Linked DNA regions of Oryzias latipes: region 2 is linked to region 1. The links are chromatin contacts, called in public Hi-C maps. All regions are on one chromosome and are shown on one strand. The core of a region is the stretch at or near the end of the contact, and the rest is flanking DNA. Distances in the headings are between cores, read along the strand shown.

What was found. Hi-C and Micro-C count contacts between places; a contact is called where the count stands out from the background.
Region 2: a Hi-C map of embryo shows a contact between it and region 1, with 1.8 times the contacts expected there. The contact joins the promoter of LOC101157152 here to the enhancer-like site in region 1. A contact is called at or near these places in 4 of 5 Hi-C or Micro-C datasets (embryo, fibroblasts and gastrula embryo).

The regions. Positions count from the first base shown.
Region 1 is chr15:22,046,675-22,051,029 of ASM223467v1, forward strand. No RefSeq gene overlaps it. Among protein-coding and RNA genes, the nearest start is that of LOC101156913, 27 kb to the left of the region's middle. Within about 2 kb of position 2,022, at least 3 of the 8 cell types and tissues checked have an H3K27ac peak or open chromatin away from gene starts, as enhancers often do. A contact at or near this core is called in embryo, where this site is marked.
Region 2 is chr15:22,120,831-22,125,185 of ASM223467v1, forward strand. LOC101157152 (membrane-associated guanylate kinase, WW and PDZ domain-containing protein 3) reads right to left here and starts at 1,865. Exons shown (of 15, transcript XM_020709574.1): 1 at 449-1,865. The coding sequence starts at 641. LOC101157390 (sideroflexin-1) reads left to right here and starts at 2,242. Exons shown (of 11, transcript XM_011484450.3): 1 at 2,242-2,365.

The DNA.
Region 1 (4,355 bases), core at 772-3,271:
ACATGCGTGTGATTTTCAGAGCCAGCTCCCTGCAGGGCCAACAGCTCACCGTGTGAAGAACAAACTGTCACGATTTGGTCAGATTTTCCCATCAGACTCCTTTTGTTTAGTCCACAAGAGAAGAACTAACAGGACTAAATGAGAAGTATCCACGTCAGAGATTTGTAGCAAACATAAATTCATAGGAAGATATTTTGTATCGATGTGATGGAAAAAAGGGGAGTATTGATATTTCCACATTCAGGAAATGTTTTCATATGAGCAGCAACATTCTAATAATTTCCTTTTGCTACTTTGTTTGAGCATAAGAAATAAGAACATGGAAAAGATGCTAGATATCAGAAACAAAGCAGTAAACGGGAGTATGAATGAGAAAATCATGGCTGGAATCTCTGCAGGAGCAGAAATATGTGACGGTACATGGTGGCAGCAGGCGGCATCACATGTGGGTGAAGGTTCTACTGATGCTGCATTTTCTCTGGTATTTTGGATAAATGTGTTTTTATAAAGGCAGTATTTCTAAAGGTTTTTTTTGGTTCATTTTATCTAGTAATAATTCAACAAAGTTTTGACTTTGTAGACACAGATTACCTGTGATCTGCAGTTAACATTTGCCTGTTTTTTTATTTTAAAAGCAAAAACATGTTCACAAATCAAAAACATTTGCTAAAAGATGCGATGGGTTTGAAAGGTTTGTCATGAAAGTTAAACTTTAGCAAATGTCATTGAAATTCTGAGATAGAGTTTAGATTTTCTTGTTGAGGAAATCCATTTTATTTGTGCTTTAAGCTTTCCATTTCTAAGAAACATGTAGGTTGGGTCAAGATGAAGTCATCAATTTTTCTCTTACATAAGACACACATCTCAAGGGAAATGACTCCAAGAAATGTTTGATTTTTATTCCAGAGTATTGTTCCAAAATGTGACAAACCATCTCTGGAAAGTGACGTGAAGGAGCTCTTAACGGTAGAAGTCTCCAAATGTATTTAGACCTGTTGTAAATCAACCGTAAATCAAGGTAACCTTTAGAGTGGGCTAATATAGGATTCCTATTGGAGTGGTTAATAATTCTCAGTGAGTTTTCCGTGTGAGCTCAGTTCTCTTGCTCCTATGACTGGTTGAAAGTTCAATTAAAACCACAGCAGGATTGTTTCACACAGAAACAATAGAAACACAATAGAAGAGCTTTAACCTCAAATAAACAGATTTGCCATCTGAGCAGAACATTAAAAAACCCTCTCTATTCTAGATCAGATTTCTTTTCATCTGTGGTTTCTGAAAGCTCTTTTAAGTCTTGTCTTTTGTTCTCATCGACCCTCCCTGTCCAAAGGTTCCTCATCTGATATGTTTTACATCAGGGTGTAAGAAACAAAAGAAAGACAGAAGTTGTCTGTTGTTAAAAGAGGATATACAGTCTTTTTAAAATCCAAAGTGCAGTTGCAAGAGACAAACAGGACTGCACTGTCAGCCTCTTTTTACATATAAACCCTTAAAAATAAATGCTGAGTCTGTTTATTCTGTAGTTGTGATGGAAGCACTGATGTCACCATTGTAGCGTACAGTTAACAGATTTAGCCTCACAACAATAATTCATTATTACTACAAAAGCCTGTCTCTTTTTGCTGACAAAGGAAGGAGCGTCACGCCACCCATTTGCCTCCAAAGCAAACAGATACTGTTGCTGTTTCACAACAATCAGCTCCGCTGCCTCCTCCTCCAAGACTGGTTTGACACCCGAAAGGACTGACAGGACCCACATCACTGTCAAATCTCAATCCTCACTTATCAATCAATCCCTTTATCAGCGGTCTGCATTTACACCATTTGCCGACTGTCAGTGTGTTTGTTTCATTAAAGGATTACAACTCAGTTTCCTTTTACTTTTCAGGTTTTTGTCATTGAAATTAGGCGGTTTACTCATTTAATAAAACAAGGCGTTTGGTGGTTGATTCACACACAAAGTAATAGGTGGAGGGAAACCTAAGCTGAGGTCAAAGAGCAGGACAGACACACCTTGAGACTGCTGCACAGACACGTCATTGTGAAGATTGGCTCAACATCCGCTCTGCATTCTCACCCACATAAACACACTCGTGCGCGAGCGTTGCAGTTTCTTTTGAAATCACGGTTTCACAAAAGATGAGCAGCTTAGGTTTCAGCGAAGCAATATTCCTAAGCCTGAATTTCATGAGCGAGGGTGTTTCTCTTCTGAATTAGACAAACACTACTGTTGTGTAGACATTCAGATTTCAACAAGGTCGTTCCAGACCAGCTAATCAGATAAACATGTTGACACGGAAAAAAAATAAAAAAGATTTTATGGCCTTTGAACTAACCACACACAATACACTTTACATATATTATCTTAGAACTGGACAAACATAAAATAATTAAATGTTTATTTCCGTTTAACATTCCAGATTTGTGTTTTAGTGTCAGTGAGATTTATGTACTCCCCAGAGCCATGAGTTACACACCCCACACCCTGTAATGGGTCATTTTCTCTTACACAGTGGCACCTAGTGGTTATTTTTTGCACTTTTTGTTTCCTTTACCACTAGAGGTCATAGATGTTCTGCTCATGAAAATTCACCTCAGTCAATTCCAGCTATTAAACTCAGCACAAACAATTGAATTATGGATTGTGTACCTTCCTAACACAACAATTTAAACTGGCTATGAATATTTTGGAATCTGTAGTAATATAGTGTTGTTTTTTTAACTATGGCTTCTGATGCTTTTTTATGTCTGTATGATCATATAAAATACATGGTTGAATTATATTTTTTCTGGTATTTAAATCAGAGTTTTATCAAAAGGACACCTCAATAGACAAGTCAGTTCGTCAAAATGTAATTCCTCCTCGCATTTAGACTAACTGCAGCTTCCAATCGCATAATCAGCAGCAGGGATGTCTGACAAAACAGCAGGACACCAGCCTTTGATGCCGGGAGTTTGACATCCCTTTTTTAGCTGTTTAAAATCATCCTGCTCTGCCATACAAATGTAATTCCATGAGGCAGAATCTGATGAGGCTGAAGGTTGAAATTGTGACCTTGACCCTGCCAGCCTGGTATCACTTCTTTACGTCAGCCTGCGTCCTCTGAGATGACTGTGTCATTAAACGAGCATGAGGCTAAACTCCTGCCAGTCCCACAGGCGATGCTTCGTTTCTGACTTTGACCTCTCCTTTCAGGAAAAGTAGACAAAAAAACAAACAAACAAAAAACTCCCCAGAGGGAGTCCTAAAACTGGTGGAGGTACACTTCACTCAAATTTAAAACATACTTATAAACTACAAACTAAAGGGGTGTTTTAACTATTATCACACATCTCAGAAAATAAAGATACAGTTTAGGGAAGTACTGAAGAAAAGAGCCACTTAGGTTTAGACTGCAAAAACTAAATCTTAATAAAGTAAAGGAATAATATCTTGTTTTTTTTTTCTTGCAAGAAAAATAAACTTGGTAATACTTTATAATAGGGGTTCTTTATTAATGTTAGTTAATGCATAAATAGTCATTAAATAAACTAATAAATAAAGTGTCATTACTGTTTATTATTTAATTCATTAGTTAGCAGTTAACTAATCTTTATTTGACCATACCTAATGCATTATAAAGCATTAATAAAAGTTTCCATATGCAATTGCTTAGCATTATGTGTGCATCAACAAGTTGTTATTTAATATATATGTAAAGCCTTAAAAATGTGTGACGTAATCATTTACTATTGTTGCTTGTTCTGAATTATAAGAAGCAGAAGGTAAGCAAGGTTTTACTAACTGTTTTAGGGTGATCTAACCCTTAATAAATGCTGTAAAACATTATAAACATTATTCAAGAATAGCAAAAAAGGTTTTAAATTTCAACATATACTTAGTTTAGGGGGAAAAAAATCTTAAAATAAAAATTATTCATCAAACCATTTTTCGAAGCCCTTGGCAAAGTTTTTCCTTTGCTTCTTTAAGAAAAATTGTCAAATTTCAGGATTTTTTACTTATCTAGGTGGTCTGTTTTTGCAGTGGACAATGTTTAGCTGCTATTTGGTGTTTTTGTTTTTCCTCTTTCGATATTTTGCTCCATAAAAGCAAAATCTTTTGAAGAAACAATTAAATGCATAACTCAATAACCATATGAGTGTGGCTTTACATTCGTTGGCCTTTCTCTGAATTTCAAGTTTTCAAAAAGTTGTTGCTGATCAGAATTTTAAAATTGATTGTTGTTTAAGATACGTTTTTAAAATTCAAAGAAAATCTCTTATAGGAAAAAAACTGTATATAAAAATAATCCCGAGCGTATATGTTTTTGTGTCTGGGACAGAGAAGTTTAATTGAGTTAGTGAATCCAGCTCCA
Region 2 (4,355 bases), core at 615-3,114, 74 kb after region 1:
CTCAGAGTCTCAAAAGGTCAAGAGAACGGGTGTCTAAAGAAAACTTTGCGTTGCTGAAAATTATTAATTAATCTAATCTACTACTTCAATGTCATCATTATTGAGTGTTAAACATATCTCAGTCAGGAAGCTGACATTGTTTTTGTTTAGTGGTTTACCATGATCTCAGCTCATTGTTTGAAATACATCAAAATTTGCTGTAGAAAGGGTAAACACAGGGCAGAATTCTGTAAATTTAGTTAAACATTAAAAACCCTGCTACCTTAAAACATTATTATCAGCCATTTTTCCTAATAGCAACAGAAATTACGCTCTAATGAGTTGGAAACACGACATAATGCCTATGTTACACAAATTATCCAAACTGATCATATAACAAATCATTTTCACTAAAGTGTGTTTTTTTGTTCTGACTCACACATAAGTTACTCTAATATTCAAAACTTACCATCTGCAGGGGCATTGATGAGGATGACCCGCCCCATAGGTGAAGATGATCTGCGTGTGCGGCGATTCTGTTTCTTCACCATGTAGCGCATTGTGCTGTGGGAGCCCCCATTCTGTCCTCCATTTTTTAAATGGGGGTGCCCCCCTCCATTTGTCAACTCCTTCCAGGCATGAGGATTAAATGAGGTATCCATGGTATGTGTTTGGAAACCCTTTCTTCACTCATCCAGGCAGTTGGATATCCAAGAAACTTGGAATTTGACTTGTAAATGCACCTGCTGGTCCAATATCATAAAATACTGCTGCTCCACATGGGAAGATGCAAACAATTGGAGTATTAGAGATAACCAACACAAAAGTTATTTTTAAAAAAATAGTTAAAGCATTGCAGATGTTTGACCAAATCTCATTTTAAAAGATGGCATTTAGTATTGTGCTGTGACCACACAGTATCCAGGCTCCAATGTCTGTTTTAAAACCCTTTGTTTGGCTGTGCTTCATCCTAGGCTGCATGTGTCTGCATAAAAGTCAGTGGTGTGTGATGATCCTGGCTCATGTTAACGTAAAAGGATATCGCTGTAAAAAGAAAATGCGGTAATGAGTAATGGAGCTTTTAAATATGAGATCATCCTTTTTTTAAATTAGATTGCCCAATTGCCTATACTACAATTTAGCATTAAACGTGCAAAAAAGTACATAATCCTTCCTTTGACAACTTTGGGAACTAGCAAGTTCTATTTTTCAGAACCATGGACAGCGACCGACCACACATGTTAACAGGAATAACACCCGATTAAAAACAAACTTCCCACAAATAACTAACCAAAAACTTTATCTATGTTGTGAAGTTATCACTCGATATGCTGTTGAAGTGAAACGTTTTAGTCCCAAATCAAGAATGGCAGTCCTCCTACCTGTTGGTCGGTGAAGAGCGCAGACATGCACTCACTGCTACTAAAGCATCTATGACCGCCTTCAAGGTTTTAGCGCCAGCTCATTTATGGCCCAGGTGACCATTATTATCTTAACAGGTATAAGCTCCTTGCGTAAGCTTCTGCAGCTGCGCACTGATGATTTTAGGATCTTGCATTATGACGTTTTTGCATATGTCTGCTCCACCTTAACTTTATGTTTGGTGTTTTTATTAGATTAGATTTGTATTTTACATCTACATCTCTGTGTTTTACACAAAAAAGCATTTAAATTGACGTATATGTTCCTCTGCTTTATTGTAATTTAATCCATAATAAAACTGATCTTTTGTAAAGGATGTTTTAGAGAGAAAACTAGAGCGCGAGCGCCCTCTTTTGAATTGTGTGTTCTAAACCTCAGAACTTCTTTCAACTTTTGCACACATTTTAAAATGGCTATATTTAGAGAAAGGTTTTCTATTATTGTAGATAGTAAATTATTCGGAATATTTGTAAATAGTCTTTTGGGTTGGGTTGTCGTTTGCGTTTTGTGGAACACGGAAAATATGATAAAACTCAAGTCTTTTCTGTTTTAGCCAATCACGAGCGGTGTTTCGTTGACGCCCAGGGATTTCTAGCATTTCAAATGCTACGACATAAACCCCGCCCCTAACTTGTGACCATGCATGCTGCTTTCAAGTGCGCCGATATAGCTTTGTTTTTTTACTATCTAATCTAACCGCCGTGCTTCTGACTACATTTTAAATCACGAAAAGCCTTGTAAATCTACTGCATGGGAATTAATAACTTTTGAAAGTATAAAGTTAATTTAATAATTAGACAAAATTCTCCAAACTCCAAATAGATGTGTTTTATATCATGTTCTCATCTCTCTCTGAAGAAATGTAGTTGAACGATTTGTTTGTTACCCTGAAAGCATCGCGAATTCAACTGGCTGTGCTGTGATATTGAGAGGTCATACATTTTCAAAAAACGAAGAAATTACAGTAAGTAAATGTTTTGCTAACATTCTTATTCTCGTGAACTGCCTTTTTAAAAACAACCCGGACAATTCTCCGCGTGTTCCATTTGGATATTTGTTTCCAGCGCTGTCAAACGTTAGAATATTTTAGCATGCACACAGAGAGAGTCACTAGCTGAACCCGTTTATGCCCGTATTTGTTTCGACCAACTCTGGTATAATTTGTTTATTCACATTTTTGATTCTGCATATACCTCATTATTTGTTAGTTTTTTTTAATGCTTTCTGTTTTCTCCAGCACGAGTGTTCCGTTGGTGCTTTGTTGCTAGCTTGAATGCTACATCGTAGGGGATCTAGCAGCATGTCGTGATGATAAAGATCCAACACCATCTGTCTTCGAGTTTCTTTGGAAATCTGAATTCATTTCTGTGGGCCCTTGTTAGTTTATGCCTTGGTTGTCTTTGAACGCGTTGCGGAACAGACATATTTTTGGATAAACCTCTTTGATCCCCTTCCATTGATTGTCCTTGAATGTACGTAGCTGATCATGACTTTGTGTACAAGAACTAAAGCAGGAATAATAGCACTCCGGTTTTATTTTGTGTTTTTTTTTCTTCTGAACCGGGGCCATGATTAAGAGAGAGGACGAAAGCGAAAGCATGATTTGTCAATAATGTTTTCATCATGTTCTGCATGAATCCATTTTACTCTGCATAAACACATCTGACTTCAATGCCTGTCATTAATTGTAAAGTCTATACAAAGCTCGAGGATGAGTTAAATCAGGTGTTTGAGTAGATTTTTTTTTTGTTTGTTTGTTTTTTTAAGCACAATGTGCCTGACAGCAGATGTTTACCAAAGCAGGTCATAGTATGGATTCATAGATTTGGCATTCAATGGCACTCATACAGAAGGAATGCTCCTCTCTGCATAGATTCTCGCTCATCCAGGTAGATTCCATTGAAGTAGAAGCTAATAAGTAGTCGATTGGACTTAGTTTATCTTTGATAATAAAAGACATTTCTCCTGTTCTCATAGAGGCCTTCTTATATTCTGAAATATAGTAGTATATCAGAATGTGGCTACTCACTAAACCCTATTTATAGCTGAATCACCTATGTGACAGACAGCTCCCAAGTTACAGCATTAAGCATCAATGCCACACATAATTGTAAAACTTAAGATTGAGTATCTTGTTAGCTTTGTATAGCATAATCTTCTATTAAATATTTTGCTGACATTGCCATTATTTACTAGTCATTTTTCTCATTTCTTTCAGAAATGGACATTCTCCAAATAGATTAAAAAAGTATTCTTCATTTTATTTAAATAACCTTTTACCCAGTTTTTAGCAAATAATTGAATGTTTAAATAGGACAACTTTATTTGGATGTAATTTCAAGCAAAAATGCAAAAAAAAAAAGTTTTTTAACTAACTCTAAAATTGTTTTAAATCTTTAAATACGATGCCATTTCAATGCTTTAAAATAAATTAAAAAAATGATTGTAGTTTGATGGTGAGGCATTTTTTTTATGGTGTCAGCTGACTTCCATTACAGCTCACAATGATTTCCTTCCTCTTGAAATCACAGCCATAACTGATGAAAACCACAACCTGGTATCTGCAATAAAAAGCAAAAAAATAGATAAACGGGCATCACAGAATGTTTTTTTTTTTTAACATAAGTAGCAACTGATTCTGTAGGAATCAAGCAGCTTTATTCAGCTTGTGGTTAACATAACCACATGTCAGCCAAATATTTTTTATTATTATTTTTTTAAATAGTTATAGTCATGTTGTCATGCCAGTATTCTGTGTGTGTGGTCATGGGGTGTATGCGTCAATGGAGGGGGGAGTTTGATTCGATTAGATTATGGTGTTTGATGATGGGTGAGGGGTCCAAACCCCTTTAGCTCAGGTAACCTTGAGGAACTTTCAGTTTTTCAGTTCCTTTCAGTTCTTTATTTTTTCATAATTAGCCTTTATAAACCTTACACAGAGCACAGAAGATCTC